Regions from separate parts of the Mus musculus genome. Here regions 2, 3, 4, 5 and 6 are each linked to region 1. The links are chromatin contacts, called in public ChIA-PET, Micro-C and promoter capture Hi-C maps. All regions are on one chromosome and are shown on one strand. The core of a region is the stretch at or near the end of the contact, and the rest is flanking DNA. Distances in the headings are between cores, read along the strand shown. Region 1 holds the start of Casp8ap2 (caspase 8 associated protein 2). Region 2 overlaps Gm42266 (a long non-coding RNA gene). Region 3 has its middle 9.4 kb from the start of n-TGccc3. Region 4 has its middle 21 kb from the start of n-TGccc3. Region 5 holds the start of Rragd (Ras-related GTP binding D). Region 6 overlaps Ankrd6 (ankyrin repeat domain 6).

Evidence for each region. Promoter capture Hi-C pulls out the DNA fragments that hold promoters and counts their contacts. A called contact is a pair of places that touch in the nucleus more often than the background predicts. ChIA-PET counts read pairs in DNA pulled down with a chosen protein or histone mark.
Region 2: a contact with region 1 is called in a promoter capture Hi-C map of the SN4741 cell line, with 2.4 times the contacts expected there. The contact joins the enhancer-like site here to the promoter of Casp8ap2 in region 1. A contact is called at or near these places in 4 of 39 promoter capture datasets (the C10 cell line, the SN4741 cell line and cranial neural crest), 2 of 115 datasets of contacts at active chromatin or transcription factors (the 230-238 cell line and bone marrow-derived macrophages) and 2 of 9 other capture datasets (adipose tissue and liver).
Region 3: a contact with region 1 is called in a promoter capture Hi-C map of neural stem cells. The contact joins the enhancer-like site here to the promoter of Casp8ap2 in region 1. A contact is called at or near these places in 3 of 39 promoter capture datasets (cranial neural crest, liver and neural stem cells), 2 of 115 datasets of contacts at active chromatin or transcription factors (bone marrow-derived macrophages and embryonic forebrain) and 2 of 9 other capture datasets (adipose tissue and liver).
Region 4: an RNA polymerase II ChIA-PET map of memory CD8 T cells shows a contact between it and region 1, with 139 read pairs. The contact joins the enhancer-like site here to the promoter of Casp8ap2 in region 1. A contact is called at or near these places in 13 of 39 promoter capture datasets (the 3T3-L1 cell line, the C10 cell line, the HPC-7 cell line and 7 more), 3 of 484 Hi-C or Micro-C datasets (CD4 T cells, cortical neurons and embryonic stem cells), 12 of 115 datasets of contacts at active chromatin or transcription factors (the 230-238 cell line, astrocytes, bone marrow-derived macrophages and 7 more) and 4 of 9 other capture datasets (adipose tissue, liver, macrophages and 1 more).
Region 5: a contact with region 1 is called in a promoter capture Hi-C map of pre-B cells. The contact joins the promoter of Rragd here to the promoter of Casp8ap2 in region 1. A contact is called at or near these places in 25 of 39 promoter capture datasets (the 3T3-L1 cell line, 3T3-L1-derived adipocytes, the C10 cell line and 15 more), 3 of 484 Hi-C or Micro-C datasets (all in embryonic stem cells), 13 of 115 datasets of contacts at active chromatin or transcription factors (the 230-238 cell line, astrocytes, bone marrow-derived macrophages and 5 more) and 2 of 9 other capture datasets (embryonic stem cells and liver).
Region 6: a Micro-C map of embryonic stem cells shows a contact between it and region 1, with 2.4 times the contacts expected there. The contact joins the enhancer-like site here to the promoter of Casp8ap2 in region 1. A contact is called at or near these places in 9 of 39 promoter capture datasets (the C10 cell line, the HPC-7 cell line, HPC-7-derived erythroid cells and 7 more), 4 of 484 Hi-C or Micro-C datasets (all in embryonic stem cells), 8 of 115 datasets of contacts at active chromatin or transcription factors (the 230-238 cell line, astrocytes, embryonic stem cells and 1 more) and 1 of 9 other capture datasets (pancreatic islet).

The regions. Positions count from the first base shown.
Region 1 is chr4:32,613,725-32,617,452 of GRCm38.p6, reverse strand. Casp8ap2 (caspase 8 associated protein 2) reads right to left here and starts at 1,983. Exons shown (of 11, transcript NM_001122978.2): 1 at 1,961-1,983.
Region 2 is chr4:32,175,004-32,178,731 of GRCm38.p6, reverse strand. The region is part of intron 1 of Gm42266 (a long non-coding RNA gene); the gene reads left to right. Among named protein-coding and RNA genes, the nearest start is that of Gm42266, 9.9 kb to the left of the region's middle. Within about 2 kb of position 2,026, at least 30 of the 459 cell types and tissues checked have an H3K27ac peak or open chromatin away from gene starts, as enhancers often do.
Region 3 is chr4:32,218,996-32,222,723 of GRCm38.p6, reverse strand. No RefSeq gene overlaps it. Among named protein-coding and RNA genes, the nearest start is that of n-TGccc3, 9.4 kb to the left of the region's middle. Within about 2 kb of position 1,568, at least 21 of the 459 cell types and tissues checked have an H3K27ac peak or open chromatin away from gene starts, as enhancers often do. A contact at or near this core is called in neural stem cells, where this site is marked.
Region 4 is chr4:32,248,963-32,252,690 of GRCm38.p6, reverse strand. It overlaps a transcript of Bach2 not described here. Among named protein-coding and RNA genes, the nearest start is that of n-TGccc3, 21 kb to the right of the region's middle. Within about 2 kb of position 1,575, at least 326 of the 459 cell types and tissues checked have an H3K27ac peak or open chromatin away from gene starts, as enhancers often do. A contact at or near this core is called in the 230-238 cell line, adipose tissue, astrocytes and 12 more, where this site is marked.
Region 5 is chr4:32,981,122-32,984,849 of GRCm38.p6, reverse strand. It overlaps Rragd (Ras-related GTP binding D), which reads right to left and starts at 1,852. Exons shown (of 7, transcript NM_027491.2): 1 at 1,243-1,852. The coding sequence starts at 1,387.
Region 6 is chr4:32,930,678-32,934,405 of GRCm38.p6, reverse strand. The region is part of intron 1 of Ankrd6 (ankyrin repeat domain 6); the gene reads left to right. Among named protein-coding and RNA genes, the nearest start is that of Ankrd6, 18 kb to the left of the region's middle. Within about 2 kb of position 2,160, at least 44 of the 459 cell types and tissues checked have an H3K27ac peak or open chromatin away from gene starts, as enhancers often do. A contact at or near this core is called in embryonic stem cells, where this site is marked.

The DNA.
Region 1 (3,728 bases), core at 734-3,233:
AGCGAGAGAAAGAACAAGCTAGACACAGGAAGACAGAACAAGCCAGACAGGTCAGAAAGAATGAGAAAAGATGAGCTTACTCAGCAATAAGTCTCAGAGGCTGAAAACACTCCAGGACTAGATTAGATTGTACAGCAGCTAGAAGCTTTCAGGACTCAGGCAGTAAGCTTCGGAAATGACAATTACATCAGGTGATTAAAGTTACATTTAAATTCAACTCTACATTCCCGTGGGATTTGAGAAAACACGTCCACCTTGCTGACAGTACAGGCCCAGGTTGGACAAGGGTCATCTGTTTTGTTCCCCACCATCATCAGCTCTTAGCACTGTCTGGCATAGCGGTTAGTAGTTAGTAAGTAATAAAATAATTTGTTAAGCTAATGAAATGCCAAATTAGTTAAAGATGATTCCGAAATTTCTACCTCTGATAAGGTGGAAGGCATTCTTTTAATGGTAATGGAGAAATAAAGAAGACCCGGTGAATCACTTGTACAACAATCAGGTGAAAATGTCGGTCTGGGTTAGAAATAGAGTTGGATCCCTAACAGATTTTTCTTAAAAGAAAAGGAGAGTTAAGATGATTTGGGGCTCATTAGCATCATGGTGACAGGTATATTAAAAAAAAAATTACAAGTCAGTGAGTCTCCCAGGGTGGGAAGATAGGAGAAGAAAGAGAGAGAGAGAATATGAAAGGTAGAGGAGTGAGAGAGATCTTTCTATACTTCTTCTCATCTCCCATCTGAGTTACTACTGAGAGGAGTGGTACACCTTTGAAACATGCAGAGGCCAAGTTTTAAAAACCAAGAAGCTAATGATTGATTAATAACAGCTGCTGGGCTAGGAAGGTTGCTCAGTAGTGTGCAGTCCTCACAGCTTTGAAAAGGCCAGTCCCTAGCACCAAAATGTTCTTTAAAAATTTTACAGGTTGATAACCATTATCTGGAAGGATAAACAGCTTCAACAGATTCATAAGCAAATGCATAGAGAAAGGGGTCATCTAATCTTTTCTGAAAGCAGTATGAAGTTCAAATTTTTCAATACACAAAAGCATACATTTGTAGAAGGAAAACAACCAGGCAAAAGCTAAGAGGCAAATCTCACTCTAGGTTCTGAGGATGAGACAGGCATGAAAAGCAGCATACATTACACAAGTCAAGTATTGATATAAGTGCGCTAAGTACTCCTTTAAATTATCCTGAAGCTCCTATCAAGTCTATATTATTCCTTATCCCGTCTAAATAGATGAGGAACCTAACAGAGCCAATTAGAAAATCTGCTGCAGCCAACAGCTAGAAAGTGGAGAGCTGGGATAAATTCCAGTCAGATGTCAAAAATCAAAAACACCCCTTAAAACATAAATCTCTGGACATATCCCGTAAGATGGCAGGAAATACTATGGAAAAAAAATAATTTGGGGTATGGTAACAGAGCCAAGAAGTCTTGCCTAGTGGCCTAGTCCCTTCCAAGGCGGGGTTGAAGCTCATAGGAGAAAGGCCTTCAGCGAGAAGTTTGGTGTTGGTGTGGCGAGAAAAGACCGCCAAGAGGATCCTTGAAGCACTAATGCTTCCTGAGAATTCTACATTCCCATGTCAGGGATGGTTCGAGGCGCTGCGGAGAGCACATAAACAACTTCTTCTCTCAAGCTTTCAGCTTGGGAAACTGCCCCTGTCACTGATCGCCCGACCCTCGGGACAGCCCCTTCTCCACACTCACCGAGAGCTCGGCAGTAGGGACTTGGGAGACACGGGTGGGGGAGGGGAGGGGCGCGCTGTAGACCCGGCGATGTTCCGGGTGCTCGCCCCAGCGCCCCCCGAGACGCTCCGAGGGGCGCTCCCCGAGGACGGCAGCTGGCTCCTCGAGGCCCAGCCAGGCACAACCCTTCGCCCAGAGCGTAAGCCATCCCAGGCGGCACCCCGCTGCCTCTCCCCAGCAGCCCCGCGACAGGCCCTCAGGAACTTACCCGGCCGGCCAGCCCCGCACAGCGGCCGCTGTCCGGACGCCAGGCGCTCCGCCGTCTCCACCAATCGCAGCTCACGGTAAGGACGCCAGGGCGGGACCGAGCGCCGACAACCAATTAGATAAGACGCAAAGCACGTCTCGGCGCACACAGCCAGTTCCCGCCATTGAAGGCGGAAAAAAAGATTCCAGTTGGCGCCAAACTCTGGTACTTACTCTTCTGTGGCTCCGAAGGGAAGTGGGCGGGCCGTGACCTCAGTGACAACGGGGCGGGGTTTCTCCGCGGAAAAGACGTCACCAGAGCGGAAGTGGGGCGGGTCTGGGAGACGCTAATGAAAGGGAAAGTAAAGGTGGAGGCTCCTAGCTGTTTTGGCTGAGAGCAAGTGGAGAAGGCTTGAGGTCTTTAGTGTATAAATTGTGTCAGCTGCGCGCTAGACAGCGCTAAGATCTGACCTTTAAGATGCCATCCTGGATGGTGAACGTAGCGTAGAATTACTAATTCAGCGGGATAGAAGAAGGTTTTTGTTTTTGTTTTTCCGTATTAAACTTTTTTATGTAAAGCCGGGCGTGGTGGCGCACGCCTTTAATCCCAGCACTTGGGAGGCAGAGGCAGGTGGATTTCAGAGTTCGAGGCCAGCCTGGTCTACAGAGTGAGTTCCAGGACAGCCAGTGCTACACAGAGAAACCCTGTCACGAAAAACCAAACCAAAAAAAAAAAAAATATATATATATATATATATATATACATATATATATACAATAAATTATTTTTATCGTTTTTCCCCTACCCGAACGCATCTCTGATCCCACCTCCTTACCCACCGAACTTCATGTTCTCTTTCTCAAAAAAAGAAAGAAAAAAGGAAAAAGAAACAAAAAAGAAACCAGTAAGAAAAAACAAACAAAGCCAAGACAATACAAAACGAAACAAAAAGCTCAGACACAAAAACATGGAATTCAATTTATATTGGTCAACTACTCCTGGGTATTGTCCCTTCCCCAAAGTCTGGCTGATAGACCAGTGCCACTCTACTAAAGAAAACTGCTGTCTCCTTTCTCTGCAGGTTGAATTCAACTGCAAATACCTCCTCAGGCTTGAACCCCAACGGGTCTTATGAGGGTTATCGGCCTCTGCATTCATATATTTATTAGTCCTGTTGTGTCTGTTCCTTGGATGACACAGTTCTTGGAGTCATCCGCCACCTCTGGCTGTTGAGAGTCTCTCTGCCTCCTTTTGGGTAATGGGTCCCTGATCCTTGAGGCAAAGGGTTTGATGAAGGCGTCCCATTTAGGGCTAAGTGCTCCAAAGATTCACTCTCTGCCCATTGTTAGTTGCTTCCTACTGTAAGAAGTTTCTCTGATGAGTCTTGAATAATGCAGTGATTTAGGGGTATAGCGCTATGTCGTGATGAGTATTTTATTGGCCTTTGCAGAATCATAGTAGTAGTTTTACCTCTAGGCTTATGAACTATCTAGTCTCAGGTTCTTGGCCATTTGAGCAGTGTCAGATATGGTCTCACTGAGCAGACCTTAAATCCACACAGAAAATGGTTTGTTATTCCTATAGCATGCACGTCACTATTGCACCAATATGTGCAGGGACCCATGGCGTTGACCTGGCATAGATGCCTTGAGAGTCATGCAGCATAGGTTTCTCAGTTTAGAGTCCATGGCTCCTGAAGCACGATGCGCCTTCCCATTCCTGAGAGACCAAATGCTTCAGGCAGTGAAGTACTCAGTACTCTTTGTGTTTCTATGTATGGTCGCTCAGA
Region 2 (3,728 bases), core at 777-3,276, 440 kb after region 1:
AAGAAGATTGGACACGTAACAGTACCTATCAGCTAGAGATAAGGAAGAGAGATGAACGAGCCGATGGAAAGTATGTCTTGTGACTCAGTCCATAAAAACGTTCAGAGTTTTCAAAAAGCTTGAATCCATTTTGCATTATAAGGAATTACCATTTAGAGAGATTCAGTCACCTCAAACGGAGAATTTAGCCCAGCAAATGTATTTTCTCATCGCCTGAGTAGTGTCACGTCCACACCATAGCACAGAAGAAAGAAAATGCCACACACCAAGTCAGTGGTTAAGACGGGGCACAGGAAGATTAGCAATGCGAGAGAGGTGGGGCACAATTGGCAAAACTCTGAGAAAAGAATTTGCTTATGGATCTGATGTTTTGAGAAAGGCTGAGCACAGCTGCATACCCCACACTCCTGGGGCAGCAGAGTGAATTGATGTGGGTGCCCAGTAATGCTACTGCAAGTAGAGTGGATTATATAAACCAGGGTAAGCATGCTCAGCAAAGAGATGCTCATGTTGGCATAGTCAAAGAGAAGGAGTGGCAGAAAGCAGGCAGCAACGGGTGGAGTTCTGGGCCCCAGGAAGGTGCCAGCCCTACAGTTGAAGTTCTTTATCCCTGACTCCAGACACAAAAAAACATCTGGCATTGAAGATACATGACCAGGAAGAATATTAACTCACCTCTTCAGTAGGGACCCATGTCTGTCTGTCTGTCTGTGAAGCATTTCTGGGGGGAACACTGCCAATTGGTGTGTGTGTGTGTGTGTGTGTGTGTGTGTGAGTTTGAATGTGTGTTAGTGTGTGTGAAAATGTGTGTGTGTTTGTATGTGTGTGTGATAGTTTTGTGTGTGTGTAGGTATGTGCGGCATAGTGTGTGTGTGATATATGTGTGCGTATGTATAGTGTGGTGTGTATCTGTGTGTAGTATGCTGTGTGTGTATGTGTGTGTGTATGTGTGTGTGTGTGAGTTTGTATGTGTTTGTATAAAAAATTGTGTGAGTGTTTGTGTGAGTGTGTGTGGGTTTGTATGAGTGTGTGCTGAGTCTGTGGGGGGGTGGTAGTTGTGTATGTGTGTATGTGTGTGTGGTATGATGTATGTGTATGTGTGGTATATATATATGCGTGTGTATGTATAGTGTGGTGTATATGTATATGGTATGCTGTGTGTATGTCTGTGAGCATATGCGATTGTATGGATGTGTGTGTGTGTGTGTGTGTGAGTGTAGGTTTGTATGTGTGTATGTATGAGTCTGTGGCTGTGTGTGTATGTATGTGTGGTATAGTGTATATGTGTGTGTATGTGTGGTGCATATGTATGTGCATGTGTGGTGTATATGATGTGCTGTCTGTGTCTGAGTGTGTGTTGTAGTGCATGTGTGTGTGTGTGTGTGTGTGGTTAATGGGCCCACAACCAAACTTACACAAATTGCCAGAGGCACTAGTTCCTGTCCCCTGATTAGATTAGAGGCTCACTAAGAGAAAGGCGGTGTTCCTGGAGCATCCACAGGGTGAAGTGAGAGGGAGGAAGCCAGTTGAAGCTCTCAAGTGGCAGCTCTGACTTTTCTCTGTGGGAGCAGCTTTTGTGGAAGTCCACCACAACCAAAGGTTTCCTTGCACAGAGATGGATTTTGAGCAAGTTCATTCATTAGGAACACGGGCATCCTCTTAACTTTCTGTTATACTCCTGTATCACTTTAAAGTCTTTCTAGCTCCCTGGGGTTTTAAGTGCAACAAATCCATACACACACAGCTTTTTCCAATATATCCAGAGCCTCAGGCATCATAAAATTTTATAGCAGAAAGTGACCTTGGAAATGATCTATTTCAATGCTTCATTTCACAGATAGGGAAATTGAGTTATCCAGGGGTTAAACGACTTGTCAAAGGTTAGTATTCAGGAAGAGGTAGAAGCAGGGCTTAAACTCATTTCCTGCCCTCCCCCCCCCCTTTGTCTACCAAAATTATGTGAGATGCTCCCAGAGCTAGGCTGTAAACTAACAAAGAAGGATCTTGCTTCAAGTAGAATGCTGAATTGTGAATGGCCTTACTCTCCCTTTGTGCAGGACAGTAGTCTCTGGTATATATTCAAAGCATATGCTAATGACCACTTTTAAATTCTTGGGCAGTTCTTAAATTTCAAAGGACTAAAACAGCTGCCTAAAGAACATAAAGGGAGTAATGTGGGTTCTTTGTGGAAGGGAGAAGAGGTGTGTCCTTAGGTCTACCCTGTGTTCGCTTTGTCCACTTACCAGCCATTAACAAAAGATATTGTCAGATACTAACGCCAAGGGAATGGTTGCCAATGCCAACAGACCTTGTACACTATTCTCTGGAAGATATAATTTATCCATTGGAGAAATAAAGAACTCCTTTTAGATTTCCAGTGCCCATTTCACACATACACAAACACACACACACACACACACACACACACACCACCACCACCACCACCACCACCACCACCACCACCACCACACCACATGGTCTTAGCATTGTCTTTGATTAATTCAGACCCCTTGAAGTTCACGTCGTCTCAAGAGAAATGTGCTTCTTCTTACTGCAGAGGTTAAGTCTAAAGGAAATTGAGTGTGTTTGCTCGATTTTAGTAGTTTGACCTCTGAATATATGGTCAGCCAGACGGGGAGGTGGGAACAGGCCATCCACAAGCTGAATTAAAGCGGAGTCCTGGCATCGCTCAGGAAAGCCTTCCCCCACCTGCTTCTCATTTCCTCTAGTTATTTCTGGTAATGAAGGTTGGAACTGTGGCTATATATTTTGAAGGTCTTGAAGGTCTATATATTTTTCTCTTATACAATATGCTAGTGATTAAGTATATGTCTCTGTCCACAGGAAAAAGACAAGACCTAAATGTTCCTGAAAGAATAGGAAAACCCCTTTAAGGACATTTCCTTAAAGGTTGACCACACCTGCCTTTCGACTTGCCTCGTACAGTTCTGCTTGGAAGTCTGTCTGCCACAGTGCAGTCTTCTGACCTGGCCATTGTCATCTGAGATAATTCTTATTGTTCTGAATGCTGGCTTTGGCCTTCATGATGGGCCAGAATGGCAAAGCGGAATAATAAAATCCACTCATTTTTAAAGACTGTGGGAGATGTCTCAGGGAGATCGAGGGCATTCGGATGAGAAAACAGCCCTTCCTGAACTCATTTTTTGCTCCAGCTTTTAATTCTCCAGTCATCTCCCAGGCAGGAATGATGTCTGTATCAGAAGAACGGAATGCATGCTCAAAAAAAAATCGCCAATTGGAGCCATCCCTTGGGAGCTTTTAGCATAATTTGTGATTGAGTTCAAGCCTGGAATTTGGCCCGGCCCCTAATCAATCCTTAGGTATTTCTGTTCTTTTCAAATTCCTGGGGCAGGCTGCCCATCTTGTTATGGCCTTCACTTGACATTCTGAAGTACAACATATCGATTGTCACTTTGCTCTCCCCCTGTCTGGTAGCTCCGTAGTTTCTCACTGATGAGAGGGGATATGTGATATGTATTCATGCACACAGGAGCTGCATGCTTGGGATTCACATTGGCCTGCATGTCTGTTGTGCCCAGAAATCATGAGAGGCAGTCAGCTCAGCCCCTCCCTGAAATCTGATGTGTATATATTATGAGGAGGAGTGAAGAGGGCACTTGGATCTATGCATCTGCTTGCAATTTCCTAATGGAATCTGGCAGAAGAGCTTTGAGGTAGGATAGGTTCCAGTAAAAAGCGCGTTCACA
Region 3 (3,728 bases), core at 319-2,818, 390 kb after region 1:
TGCTCACATACAAAACCACCCACTGCCTTCCCCCAGGGTTAAGGCATCTTGCATCTTCTGTAGACAGAACTCCTCAAGCAGGCCAGTGTCTAGAGACAGACAACCTTGAATGCTGGACATCATGCTTGCCTTCAATGTCTAACGGGGAAAAGCATGCATCGCTTTTGAGCACTGAAATGCTGGGATTTCTCGGGTCAGGAGAATGAATCTGGAAGGAGGCGCAGGATGGATGAAGAGAGCAGGAAACAAGATGGGAGAAGCCGCCGGCAGGCACTGTCTGGCCAGGCGGGGTCAGAGCTGAGAAGAACTGATGGCTCTCTGGGCAGTGCCATCCTTCAGGACTTGGGAGATGATTTGGAGATGGGGCTCTACAAAAGGGAGAGAATCCTTTACAACACAACCCTTCAGCTTTAGAACTGACCAAGGAGGGGGAAGACTGGGCTCAGCGTGTTACAAGACTTTAAAATGAGGGATCTAGAACCCAGGTGGTAGGGCAGACCGAGCTGGAGATAGCAAGCTGTGAACAAAGCTACTTTGAAAACATCGCAACAGGGGATTCTGTCCTGCCAGGAAATACTGGAGGAGATACTGGAGGAGAGAAAGGTGCCCTCTCATCACGCTAAAGCTTAGGAGCAAACCCCCAATTCTCCCCTCCACACCTCCCCTGCATTTCACCTTCTTGTCTTAACCACTGTTTCTACCTCAGACGTTAGCTTGAACCTGGCCACTACCACCATTTCCCCAGTCCTTACCTTACTGCAAACTGTGTGTTGTCCTCCTGAATGTCACAGTCTGTGCCTCCATTCCTGCCACCCAGAACTGTCTCGCACGGCAAGAGGAAGGTTTTCTTTAAGTGTTTAAGTTTCTTTAAAAACCCTCCTAATGGCTCATGTCAGGTTAAACTAAGACCCCAGCATCGTCTTCCCATCAGTACAGCCTCCTCACAGACGCTTGCCTAGGCTCCATCTCAGGTCTCAGCTGTTTGTCACGGATCCATCACACTTTTCCCTTAGCCCCGTGGCCTTGCCACATCCTGCATCACTTCTGCTGAGCTTCCTTTGTGCCCAAGATCTTCTTCCTCTCTGCTCTCCTATCTCTCCAGCTTAGGCTTCTGCTCTTCATCCTCCTGCCCGCCCCCAACCCGCAACAACACAGGGTGATTTTAATGTCTCAAGACTCATCCTGTAATGACACAGGCCTGTTTGCCCTCTCTCACTCTCCTACGCTGAAACAAGATACTGAACAAGGAACCAAGGAGCAAGACTCAGGAAATGTCCCTGGGCCCAACTTACACTGAGATTTTGTCCTGCCAGGAAATTCAGGGAGGGAAGAAAGGTGCTCTCATCAGGCTAACACTTAGGAGTGGACCCCGATTCAACAGCATACACTCCCTTTTAAAATGTGTCCAAATTTTAGAAGGATAGACTCTCATTAGCTGCTTTTCTTGGTGCTGTGACAGGGTAACTTAGGGATGGGAGGGTTGACTCATGATCTGAGAGAGACAGTATTTCATGGCATCGGGACAGGGCCTCAGATGCTCACATCAGACGCCAGGAGTCGGAGAGAGATGAATGCTGGTGTGCAGCCAGCTTTCTCCTTTTTTGTGCATTCCAGCAGGATGATGCTACCAGTCCATGTTCAGGGTAGTTCTTCCTTCTTCGGTTAAACTCCTCTGGAACCTCTTAACCACACTTGGAGGTGTGACCTCAAGTGTGACCTCTAGATGGTTTCAAATGCTGTCAGCCTGATGAAATTTACCGTCATAATAAAATAATACTAAAAACTAAATTTATTTTTTAAGACTTATTTTAGTCTTAATGCTCTGTCTGTGTGTGCGCGCGCGCGAGTGCGTGAGCGTGCGCACGTGCCACACACAAATCCCTTTCTTAGAGACCAGAAGATGGTGTTCTCTAATGGTAGAGTGACAGATAACTATGAGCCACCCAACCTGGGATTTGTGGACTGATTGAATTCTGGTTTCCTGTAAGAGTAATATAAACTCTTAACACTGAGCCCTGAACTTTTTTTTTTTAAGTTAAGCTATTCAGAATTCTTTCTTTGACAAAATGATTCATCTAGAAAGTTCAGAAAAATACTTTTTTAATATATGCAAAGTTTGCGATTTTATTTCCAACATTCGGTTCGCAGCCTCAAGGATAGATACATCAGCTGTGGGAAACAAAGAATGTCTGTGTTACTCCTATGTCGTGACAGTGAAATTGAGGCATAAAGCCTTCCAGGGGATGAAATGAGCACCTACAATAGAGTCAAGGTTAGAAACCAGAAAATATTAGCATCCAGTATTTGCTGGAGTCAAAGACTACTGCAGCCTCCCAAGGATTTCCTCTTTAAAAGGAGACAAACCCCTCCCACTCTCTTCCAGCCCTGAAGCAGCCTGAGTGGTATGTAAGCTTCCAGAGGCTTTCTTCAGCAGCAACATGGGGAGAGTGAGTTCCAGGTGGCTCCTTCTAATAGCCCTCCTTGGGCAGCTCTAATAGTCAGGCTGGACTGCACCACGTCGCTTTCCACAAAACATTGTGCTTTAGCCTGCGCAAACAGGCAGAGTCGGCAGCAGACTTGCATTTTAGTGTAACTTAGAAAAGCAAATAACAGATATATATTTTTTTTTCAATAAAAAAGGAAATGAAATTAAAAACAAGGCCAGTTTCATCTACCAGACTTGCCATGACAAGCTTGGCCGGGGTGAATTTGGTTCCAGTTCAACAGCCTCAGCTACAAAAGCAGCCGGGCACATGGAGACGGTTGTGACTGCTCCAGTCCCTGGGCTTCAGCTGGGCTCCGGGTTGTTTTAAAGGGAGTTTTATATGAACAGGTTTCTGCTTCTGTTAACAGGGCTTTCTGTAGATACAGATCTAACTGATGCTAACCAAGATAGTGGCATAAACCTCAATACTTAGAAATCCTGAAACCAAAATCTAGACCCAAGCGCTATCGAAATACGACCTGACCACTGCATTTTGATTTGGGTGGCAAAGTTAAGCTACAGCTTGCTCAGAAACATTTCCAAGTGAAAGCAGCCTGCCCAGTGGGCTGCTCTGTTTGCCTGCGCTGTCCCCCAGGTCAAGGGTGATAAATCTTACTTAGGCAACTGTGTAAAGGAAATTAAAGGCCCAGTGTGTCTGGGGTGGGGAGGTGTTGTATTAAGCTACTTAGCATTCACACATCAACGCACAGCACCACTTAGGAGTTTTCCACCTCACGCTTCCCAGTCTACTAAGAACTAGAAGGTCCAGCCCCTCTCCATCTCTCACATATAGACATCACTTACTGCTCCTGATGTAAAAACACCATCAGGAGCAACCTGCAGGAAAAAAATAAAATAAAAGTTTGACCAAAACATTCAATTTTGCTTTTAAATAAATTAGGTGATTACAAATGAAAACACACACACACACACACACACACACTCAAATTCTCATGTTTGGTATAATAATTGCTGCTGTTGCCATTGATCTGGGCAGTAGCCTGAAGTGTCAAGTGTGTTGTTTGCTTAATTTTCATAACAACTCCACAGGGTAGGTCTTATTATCTCTCTTGTACAGATGAACAAATTAAGGGTCAGATAGGTTAATATGCCCAGTGCTGTGTAGCTAAAATTGGCCTGTTCAGTATTTAAATCCTGGCATTGATGACTTTACACTACCTCCCTTAGCAGTAAAGAGCTCGTCTTTGGAAAAAACGACATTGCTTCATGTCATGAATCCGAT
Region 4 (3,728 bases), core at 326-2,825, 360 kb after region 1:
GTCCCCTTCAGCGAACCCCACACCATCTTGAGGACACTCCAGATCCAGCTCCACTCTTCAGAGCGTTCCTTCCCTCCAGTCCTTGCTGTCCCCTCTCTCTGTGCAGCTCAGTCCTTGCCATCCTCTCTCTCTGTGCAGCTCACACCACACTGATCTCTACTGCTCACTCGGGCCCCTGGGCACACACGGCTGTCGTGAAACAGACACAGCATCGTCAACATCAACCACAGCCTGTCTCTAGGTAGCCTGCCATTTACACCGAGTTCTTAACAGAACCGTGGGAGAAGAGCGGGCCTGTAATGCAGACGTTCATTCAAAAGGTAGTTTTAGAATAAACTTGAAAAACTTCAGAACCAAAATATAACTCACAATTTGGGAACCAGTGTGAAGCAGAAATGCACCTGTAGTCTCAGGGCAGGAACAGGTTTTAAGAGCTTTAAATATCTTGCCGAGGCGTCTGTGCTTTTTCTGTGGGCAGAAAAACACAGCAGGTGGAGTTCAGAGTGAGGCCCAAGGAGCCAATTCACTCCCTCCCTCTTCTCCTCGGTGGCCATGTTAGCTAGCGCAACATAGAAAAGCACCAGGAATAAAAGATGCAGAGAGGACCAGAGAGGCATCCCATCAAACCCCAAAGTACCAACAGGTCAGCGTAAGACAAAAGATCCATTGTAAAAGAAGTTTCCAAGAGGCAAGACTGACGTAAAACTTCATTTAATTAAAACAAAAAAAAACCCAGAAAACACAAAAGAAAACAAACAAAAAACCTTCTGTGAGAAGCTGGCAAGAGGCTCAGAGGTTAAAAGCAGGTACCCTAGGGGGCAGTTCTCAGCAGCACCCACCCACCTCACCTGCACACATCCACACACACACATTTACTTACTTATAAATAAAATCCTACTGTGAGTGTTGTATTTATTCATTCATTCATTCATTCATTCATCTCTCATTCAAATACTACTGAATGCTGTATTTCTCTCTCTCTCTCTCTCTCTCTCTCTCTCTCTCTCCCTCCCTCCCTCCCTCCCTCCCTTCCTCCCACCCTCCCTCCCTTCCTCCCACCCTCTTTCCTCCTGTGAGTGCTCTGTGAAGGATTCACTTCCCTGACCAGGCAGAGAAGGTATAAGGCCTGCCCAGCAGCTCAGGACAAAGGGTGGTCTACACATTAAGAGGGAGCAATGGTTAGAAAGCTAAGAGCGCAGGTATGTGAGCAGGCAGGCTCCTCCTGAACCTGGAGAGTCCCTTGTTCTAACTTCAGAGTCTTTGTGGCAAAGCACTGACAGAATGGCCTGCAGCAAAAGCCAACCAAACTAGCCAGAGAACAGGCAAGGCTCCACATGTAGACTGGAGCAAGCTGGTGCTCAGGACAGCGGCAGCCCTGGCCATGGACACAGGCAGCTCGCTTCCTCTCTGTCGGGGCTGACTCTCTTCTGTGAACCCCCTTGTTGGAATCCTTTGGCCATGACTCACAGGGCAATCGGGCTACTCAGCAAGCCCACAGCCCTTCACAATAGACTGTGTAGGAGGCGCCCAGCTCCCGGTGGCCTGTGGTCTGTTCAGTTTTTTCCTTTCTGCATTCTGGGAGGATCTGCTTTTCAGCCACACTTCCCTCAAAACACAGCCCTGGAGGCAACGCTTAGTGCACAGATTTCTGAGCGATGAAATAATCCACTTTGCTTTCTTAGTCAGAGCGAAACTAAAAACAGTAAGACGAAAAAACAATGGGGTCACCATCACACCTACAAAAACACGATTTCATACTCTGGTGACATAAAGAGGTCAGGGGGGAAAAAGCTCAAACTAACATTTTCCAACCTTTCACTGAGAGCAGGGGCTAAAACCGCATGTTTTGAAGGGCTCACGCTGTGTTATTATTAGAAGTCACAATTCTATTGACACTGATGAGTCACCCCTTATCGACAGAAACCAAGACCGTCCGTCAGCATATGCTACAGTCACTGTGGCTTTCTCTTTATTACTGGTCAGAGAGCCCTCCTTTCCTGGAGAAAGCTTCTCCAGGCTAGCAAGAGGCTCTGTCTCAGCCCCTGCTCAGCTTTCCCTGCGCCAGCTCAGCAGCTTTGCATCATCGTCTGGGAGTCTAGGATGATCTGATCAACTCCCGTCCACAAAAGGAAGTTTATGTAGCGACCTCAGAAAAAACAGCATTTCACACTTTCTGACGAAAAACCCAAACCGGAGCTATGTAAACAAAACAGGCAGAGGGAGTCAGCTAAGTCAGGTGACAGCATCTTCCTGACCCCAGGCTAGGCGCTTTGTTTTTGTTTTCACATCAATAGCCAGCAACAGATATAAACAAAGGCTGTGGTCACCAGGGGACGACTTCACTTGCTAGTCACACCCCCTTACTGGCCCTGCCTCCTGTTTCTGCTGCCCACAGAGGGAGAAATGGGCCAAGTGTCTGTAATGCCAAGGAAGTCCACTTCAAGTTTTAAAAAGTCCTTGAGGGGGTGCTAAGTCGTTAACAGCAGAATCTCTCCTTACCCATTTGTCTGGGTTTGAAGATTCCCAAAACAATAAAGTGAAAGCCAATTCTTCCAGAAATGAGGTTGTGCCCTATGCTGTCCCTGTAGAGGCAGACATGTGCCTGCTTTTCCTACCAGCCAGAGGCTGTGCTGGGGAGACAGAGGGAAGAAGAACCCAGCCAGTTCACAGTGATCACAGACCCAATGACAGCCGACCTCCCACCCTCCCCAGGCCATGCTGGTCCTAAGCACCGCAGGCAGAGCAGCCAAGGGAGCCCCACAGCCCCGGCACATGAGTCAGCAAGGGGACTGCTGACTGCGCAGCACTGTGGCATGTACAATGCAGGGTGCAACAAAACCGGGACACACAAGAATCTCTGCACGCATGCACGCGCACGCGCGTGCGCGCGCACACACACACACAGACACACACACACACACAGACACAGAGACACACACACAGATACAGAGACACAGACACACACACACAGACACACACACACACACACAGACACACACACACAGACACACACACACACAGACACACATACACAGACACACACACACACAGACACACACACACAGAGACACACACACACAGAGACACAGACACACACACACACCACCGCCGCCCACTTATTACTTTCCTCTGTTAGAACAAAACATGCAGATAATCTACACCCTGGCTCAAAAATAAGTAATGACCAGTAATAATCAGGAGTGGTAATAAAAAAATTTAAAAAAAAAACAACTCACTCTCCGTGTTTCAATGTGTGGAACAGCTGCATTCAAATCTCCTGAGCCAGTTAATTTTAACTGGCTTTAATTTTAACTAGATTTAACTGCTTTTCCTCTCCTCTGACAAATCAAAATAGCTGCCCTATCGACCACAAGAACCGGTAACCGAAGCACAGTTCCTGTTTTTCGGAAGAGACTTGCATTCAAAGCCACATAGGAGGTGTTTAACATATGTGGGAATTGAAGTGTTGAATGAGGGAGACTGAAACTCAGACACGAACTCAGGCCCCATTGGCGGCTTGTACAGGACCATCTCATGCCAGACTCTGACCCACGTGCCTTCAGTTCTGCTCTCTCATTTAACACAGAATCCCAAAGTCCACGTGGAAGGTCTGGAACTCAGAACGCATTTCCTCAAAGCCAAGTGCAATGTGCCCATCAGGGGGCATCTCAGGACAGACCACAGACCACTCCAGCTTAAAAGTGTGCACTGGAGGTTGTATAACTTAC
Region 5 (3,728 bases), core at 603-3,102, 370 kb before region 1:
AGAAAATAGGTTCTGCCCCTTCCTTGCAAACTCTCTGGCCCCCAGGACAGTATCAAATAACTGGCTTTCCCCTCTAGAATAGGATCTTCTTTCTCTCTTTAAACTACCACAATAGGGAGCTACTGTGCACCTATCTTTGCAAATGCCTTGCCAATACAATCCCACTCAGCCTTTCCCTGGGCGGATCTACCAAATGCTATATAATAGTAAAGTACCTGAGCAATTTAATTTTTTTGGGAAAAAAAAAAAGTGGCTGAACGATCGACCGTGGGACTAATTAAGGGAAGTGCGGATGAGTGGAGCGCAGAGGTGCACACACAAGTTTAAATAACGGGGAGCCAGCACTAGTCCTCTCTGGAGAAAAGCCAGGAAATGAGGCGACTTGAAAAGCTGTTTTTCATCTGCCAGACTTAAGTCTTAGTTAACTGTATTCCCTTTCTGATTCACTGAAGTACCTGCCAGACGCAAAATCAAAACTGTCTTCCGAGAAAGGCTTTGTAGAGAGAATTTTAAGTTCCGTTCGATAGATTCTCAATAAAAGTTCTTAAAACTCCTGTCACGGGTACTTTCATTCCTCGGTTTCTTTAGTGTGAGACACTAAAGAGATTAATCCTTTCTCTGGGATATTTACAACTCGGAGAACGTTAACAGCCCCGTTCAACTGACCTTTTAAAGTGACCTTCCGCTTTTGTGGGGAAAAAAAATTTTTTTAAATTAAAGAAAAACATTCTGGAATCCTAAACTCAACTTCTTTGTTGTGTCCCGGGAATGAAATGCAAGCAGCCCCCAATCCGAAAGGCTAACTTCAGCTCCTTCGGCAACAACAAACAGTTGGCTTCAGCGGCCAAGGATTGCTCGCCAGGCGCCCACCCCCGGGTGCGACACGAGATGCATTCAGGGTGTCTGGGGACCTAGAACCCCGCGGTCTCCCGGGAGACGCGGATACCACCTGCAGCGCGGGCCCCGCCCCAGCGCCCCGGTCCCACGCCGCAGACCCTCCCGCGGCCACGGCGGGGAAGAATGACACGCGCAGCTGTGGGCGACCCAGCCGGCACGCTGCCGCCAGCTGCTTCTTTTAGCTCGACATCCGACCCTGCTCCCCGCCGCCGTCTGCAGCCCGGCCGCTCCCCTCCCCCACCGCAGCGCCCCGGACCCGCGCGTCCCGCATCCCCCCCACCCCCAACACACACACACACATCGCTCCCAGGGCGGGGACCGCGAGCGCTCGGCCGGTTGGCTCACCTCCCTCCTCCGGCCCGCTGTCCAGCTCGGCGTCCGAGGACTCGGGCCCATCCTCGTAGCCCGCCAGCCCCACCAGCTCATCCTCCTCCTCGTCCTCGCCGCCGTCCTCACCCTGCGGCTGCGGCTTGCCCAGCACTTGGCTCATCACGCCCACGCTTGCCTCCAAGGTCCCGCGTGGGCCGAGTGGCCCGCAGCGCCCTGGGGCCGCGCCTGGTGAGCAAGGGGGTGGCAGTGGAGCCCAGCCCCCTCCCTGCCGCTGCTGCCCGAGAAGCCAGCCGGAGCGCGGCAGTTCTCCCCGGGAGCGCGAGGGAGTGACTGCGTGACCCGAGTCACCTGACGCTTGTCACACACACACACACACACACACACACACACACACACACACACACACACGCAGCACCACCGGGCGCGCGCTCGCCGGCCGCAGCCACCGCTTGCTCGGCCACACACGTTCTCCCCCTAGAGAGAATTCGGGTGTCCAGAGCGCACTGGCCACCGCCCTCGGGGACTTCTGCTCGCTTTCTCTGCAAGCGTGGCCCGGGGACCACCCGGACCCTGCCGCCTGCTTTCTGCAGTGCCCCTGGCTTGTGCTGCGGTCTTCAGGCTTTCTACCCACACCCTACCCACCTCCACCCCACCCACCTCCACCCCACCCCAGTCTACCCCACCCCCACTAGGCTGCCCCTCAACTGTGCGGTACTCAGGCCCCACCCCCACCGCCACTCCAGCCTGCGGGAGCTGGGAGAAGTGCACAGTGGTGGGGTAGTTTCCATAGCAGCTGCCTCCTAAAGTGCCTTTTAGTTCAAAGGATTTCCCAGCAAGAATACTCCAAACTGTGGTCTACGTAGACATGTTTCCGGAGAAGTCACATGTCTCGTGATTTATATATAAACATGCTATACTAAATGATTCCTTTGCAACCTTCGGGAAAACCTAAAGTGTATAACGCCCTCGGGGCTTCTTATGCCCCAACTGCTATTGTCTCATTGGTGTAGTCCCACGTGTTTTAGGGCTTTTGTGGGAGGTGAGGGGCAGCTCTCAGATTGGAATAGAAGCGATGTGGGATGAGGAGGTGCTCTCCTCCTTCGCCAGCTGCTCAGCACAGTGTGAGCACCCTTTTCTGGGGTGGGGGGTGAGGGAGAGAAGAGGAGGGAGGGAGGGAGGGGGAGAGGGAGAGAGAGAGGGAGAGAGAGAGAGGGAGAGAGAGAGAGAGAGAGAGAGAGAGAGAGAGAGAGAGAGAGAGAGAGAGAGGAGAAAGTCACGTGCATAAACTTCCTTCAGTTAAACAGCGGGCCAGCAAGGTGATCCGGATCCTGCAGGTGCCAGCAGCTCAGCAGGTGGGGAGAAAGGCAGCTCAGCCTGGACACTTGCGGCCCGGGACAGGGCTTCCTAGGGGTCCTCGGAAAAATCTGGGTAGGAATAGGGTTACTAATCCGTGACGCATGTCCTGGATTTCTTCTAACTGGGTGGCTGCTTTCAACAGGAAAGCTTCTCCAAGGAGAGGCAGTAGAACTCTTGTCTGCATGGTCAAGGTCGTTCCTATGCCACATACAAAGATGTGAACTGAAAAAGGCTTTTGAGCGAAGAAACAGTTTTGCAGATATATAAGCAGCAGAATTTAGGGAGTACAGTCAAAGATTATCAGGTGGGAAGCTCACACCACCTCCAAATTTAGTGGGAGGAAGTGAAGGGAGCCAGTTCTGTAGAGCAGCCAGGTAGCAGCACCCCCACACCACCCCACATCCCCGCCCCCACCCTCCCCACCCTCTGGCCAAGCAGATAACAGAAGAGGGCCCTGGCTGCTTTCCTTCTTCCTATCTCTGTGTGGTCTCCTGGGAATGACTGCCATTGGTCCAACACACCCAGAAACCCGTGGGCAAAGGAAGACTGAAACCAAGTGGAGGCCAAAGGGTGGATGGAGAAAGCCGACTCTCGTTACTCTCCCCACCGGAAGGAAGCAGCCTTTTCTGACCCTCATGAGAACACCTTTACCACAGAGTTGGTAGACGTTTCAAATGAGCCATGACTCTCAGGTGCTCTCAGAACTCATTTCTCACTGGCGATTTTACTTCTATAGCGAAGAGAGTGGGCTTTGTGGCTCATCCGGTTGGTAGTTTTTGTCTCTCCAGCGCCTTGTCAAACCCCATGTGCTGGGCAGCAGCAACTTAATGAGATTGAGGGCAGCTTGAAATCCTTGAATCTCTGCAGGAAGCGGCCTGGGGAGGAAGGGACATTTCCCCAGAGTAGCTGTAAGGCTTTGCGGCTGTCCCAAAGCCAGCTTGCTAGTCTGTGGGGAGGTCTCTAAACTGGCCTATTTCAAGCATCAGAGAGGTCCTTGGGACACCAGGAGATGGCTGCCTAGCAACAGCTCAGATTCAAACATGACTACTGAGCAAGGATGTCTGGTGAACCCAGAGGGGGTCTTCCAGAGAGGACAGTTCACAACTCAACACCCTCACACACAGAAAAGATGAAAATGTCTGGTG
Region 6 (3,728 bases), core at 911-3,410, 320 kb before region 1:
GTGTTCAATTCTCAGCAACCCCATGGTGGCTCACAACCATCTGTAATGGGAATGGACGCCATCTTCTGGTGTGTCTGAAGACAGCTACAGTGTACTCATATAAATAAATAAATCTTGAAGCTTTTCTCTTGCTTTCAGGCAAATCTTAAAGTGTAACAGCTGTGAGCCCACCCAGTCCACTCAGTGCTGATGGAGTCCTCGAAGCAGTGGGCCTCACATTCCGCCTTCCTTCCTTCCTTCCTTCCTTCCTTCCTTCCTTCCTTCCTTCCTCAGCTTACCCCAATAGACACTACTGATGAGCAGAGATGCCTCCATAAATCATAGGTGCCCGTGGTCATCACGTGGGTTTTCCCCACCTGCCCTGGGACAAGCCTGGAGCCATGTGCATACCAGCAAACACTCTGCTACTGAGCTCCACCCAGCCTTTCCAACTCCTCTTTTGTTGTATTTTCTGAGTTGGGTGGGTGGGTGATGTAGATATCTCAGTTTACCAAAGCGTTCAGTAGTCCCTTGTTCTCAGCATCCTGACCAGTTAGTTGTGAGCCACTGCCCACTACAAAAGAATCTTCTCCAGAGCTAGGTGGACAGACAGACACATCATGTCTACCTAGAAGAACGTAGCTTCTCTGCTAAGGCTATGACCTCCCCAGCCAGGGGCTTTGACCATGTACAGAACCATGTGAGCTGTATCCTTTAGAGCAGGCGTCACATTTAATCAGAAAGTGGTTGGTTACCCCGTACCAGACTTACCATGACTGCACCAGTGGGCACATCTTGCTTGACACTTTGGTCGTAAGTAAGCATGCAGGGGCCATAGCTTGGTGAGATTGTCAATGTTCTGTTTCCCCCAACAGCCTTGCATTAGTAACTCAAGCCTATGAAGGCTCGCTCTCTGGCTGAGCCTCCAGCCCCGTTCCAGCTTGATTTCTCTATGTGCTGTGACAAGAACAAGCGCCTTCTTCGGCAGTAGGGTCTTACCATCTAGTGCCACACCAGTGGCGGGTGCCTTTATTGCTTTGGGGACTTCAGATCTGGATGATTTTTACTTAGTCTAGTTAAATAGTTTGTATCACCTATAATCTTTCATCTAAAAGCAAGACGCTGCTTCAGGGAAACATCTAAAAGCTTTGTCAATCTGCAGAAATCAAGTCCCCACTAATATCCTTTATTAACACTTAAGATGTGCTAGTACATGGGTAAGATGTTGTCTTTTGAACTTGGAATTTTGTTCCAAATTTTTCAAATTTTATTTTTCTGAATGACTACGGCTTTTCTAGGTAACCTATAGTGTTTCCCTGTCCATATACATTTTTTTGTTTGGTTTTTTTGTTTTTTGAGACAGGGTTTCTCTGTGTAGCCCTGGCTGTCCTGGAACTCACTCTGTAGACCAGGCTGGCCTCGAACTCAGAAATCTGCCTGCCTCTGCCTCCCAAGTGCTGGGATCAAAGGCGTGCGCCACCACGCCTGGCTACATTTTTAAAATCATATTTTGAGGAGTTTGATGGTTTTTTAAGACGTAGCGTGTAATTTTGTAAAAATTTTTCTTTAAACGTTGTTTCTTCCTGATTGCCCCTTCTTAGCATGTTCCTACCCACATCCCACCCCCTCTCCCCGTAGTTAAACATTTATTTATTTCACTTTAAGAAAAATGATTATTGTCTAGGACTTACTTGTCTTTCCTAATGAGGCCCTGGTGCTGCCCCCTGGGCTTTGTGTTTTCTTTAGAACTGATAATTACCTCTGCGCGCCTGTACTCAGCCCAGAAGTCAATTGCAGAGGGAGAAGAGGATGCACAGGAAACGTCCATTTATAATGTGTGCTGTGTGAGTAAAGTTCATGATGCTAAAATAGCATAGAACAACATCAGGCAGTCAGGTCGACCCTGTCTTGACGCAGGCACACAGATGCGGTAGCTGCCAGGCTTTAAATACTCCGTGTGGTACTATTTCAAAGCCCAAGGGTTTCTGTTGCTCTGATGAGACGCCGTGACCAAAAGCCACTGTGGAAAGAAAGGGTTTATTCCTTCTTACTGCTCTCAGGTCACAGTCATCACTGAGTGAAGTCAGGACAGGAATTCAAGACAGAAATCAAGGCAGGAAGTGAAGCAGAGGCCACGCCCACTGGCTTGCTCAGCTTGCTTTCTAAAGCCCTCTGACCCAGGGGCGGCACCACCCACCGTGATCTCAGTCCTCCCACTTCAATCATCAAGAAAATGCACCGCAGTCTTGCCTACAGACCAATCGGGTAAGAGCATCGTCTCAGATGAGCTTCTCCCTCCCAAAATGACTCTGGCTTGTGTCAGGTTGACGTAAAGTTTGCCAGCACAGTCTTGTTTACTGCCAGCATTTTGATTCACAACTTGGCCCTTATCTGGGTCATATTTTTAAAAAAAAATGATTTGTTATTATTTCGAACTGTGTATGGACGTGGGTATCTGCACGTGGGTATCTGCACAAGAATGCAGGTGCTTTTAGAGGCCAAAGGCATCAGATCCCAGGAGCTGGAATTACAGATGGCGGTGAGCTGCCTGAAGTGCGTTCTGGGAACCAAGCGCTGGTGCTCTGGGAGAGAGCCAGTACTCAGCCTCTGAGCCATCTTTCTAGTCCCCCCAAATTAATATATGCATGTATCTCCAGTCCCCCCTCAAATTAATGTGTACATGTATGCACCACTTGTACGGATGGTGTCCACAGAGACCCAAAGAGGGCCTTGGATCCCCTGGAGCTGGAGTTACAAACAGTGGTGAGCCACCCTATGGGTGGTGGGAATTGGAAGAACAGTCAGTGCTTTTAACCACTGAGCCATCCCTCCAGTGGTTTTTGTTTGATTGTTTGGTTGAGTTTGTTGTTGTTGTTGTTGTTGTTGTTGTTTGATTGAGGCTTCCCTGCTTCCAGAGTCACGCCTCTTCAACCCTAAGTCCAGCCAGTAGTCACTGGATCCTACGTATGGGGGCTGTAAGAGCAAGACAAGCAGCGTTCATTCGTGGTCTCTGCTTTAGTTCATGTCTCTAGGTTCTTGCCTTGAGTTGCTACTTTAGTTTCCCTGTAACCTGTAAGCCAAGAGCTAAAAATAAAAAATAAAAATAAATAAAGATTAAAATAAAAAACCTCTTGCCTCACTCAAATTGCTTTTGATCATTGTTTTATCACAGCAACAGGGATGAAAACTAGGATACCACCCATTCCTGAGCAGAAAAATGGGAGGCGCCTCCCTGGAGGAAGGTCATGTCTGCTCCCCAGCATCTACTTCCTTAACGGACTGACCTGCTCTGTGGGCCTGAGCAAGCTGTTTGTACTTTTTTTTAATTCACTGGACTCTCTCTCTCTCTCCCTCCCTCCCTCCCTCCCTCCCTCCCTTCCATCTTCCTTCCTTCCTTTCTCCCCCCCCCCCCTTAATTTTTCTCCCAAGCTCCTTGTAGCCCGGGCTGTCCTAGACCTCACTTTTGCTGGCCTTGAACTCAGAGACCACCGCCTCTGCCTCCTCAGTGCACACCCGCGTGTGTAATCGGGTGTATGGATATACTGGTACCTGCGGAGGCTGGAAGCTGCATGCCACCACCTCCTGGCTTAGAGTTTCTTTTAAATCAGAAACTTCAGAGTAGATTTTCTCCTAACCTGGCATTTTAATTTCAAATTCAGACATGCTATATATTTTTGTTTTCTCTTGTCCATACCTTCTAGTGTATAATTGCCATTGTGAGTCTGCTAAACTTACTTTATAGCATGTGT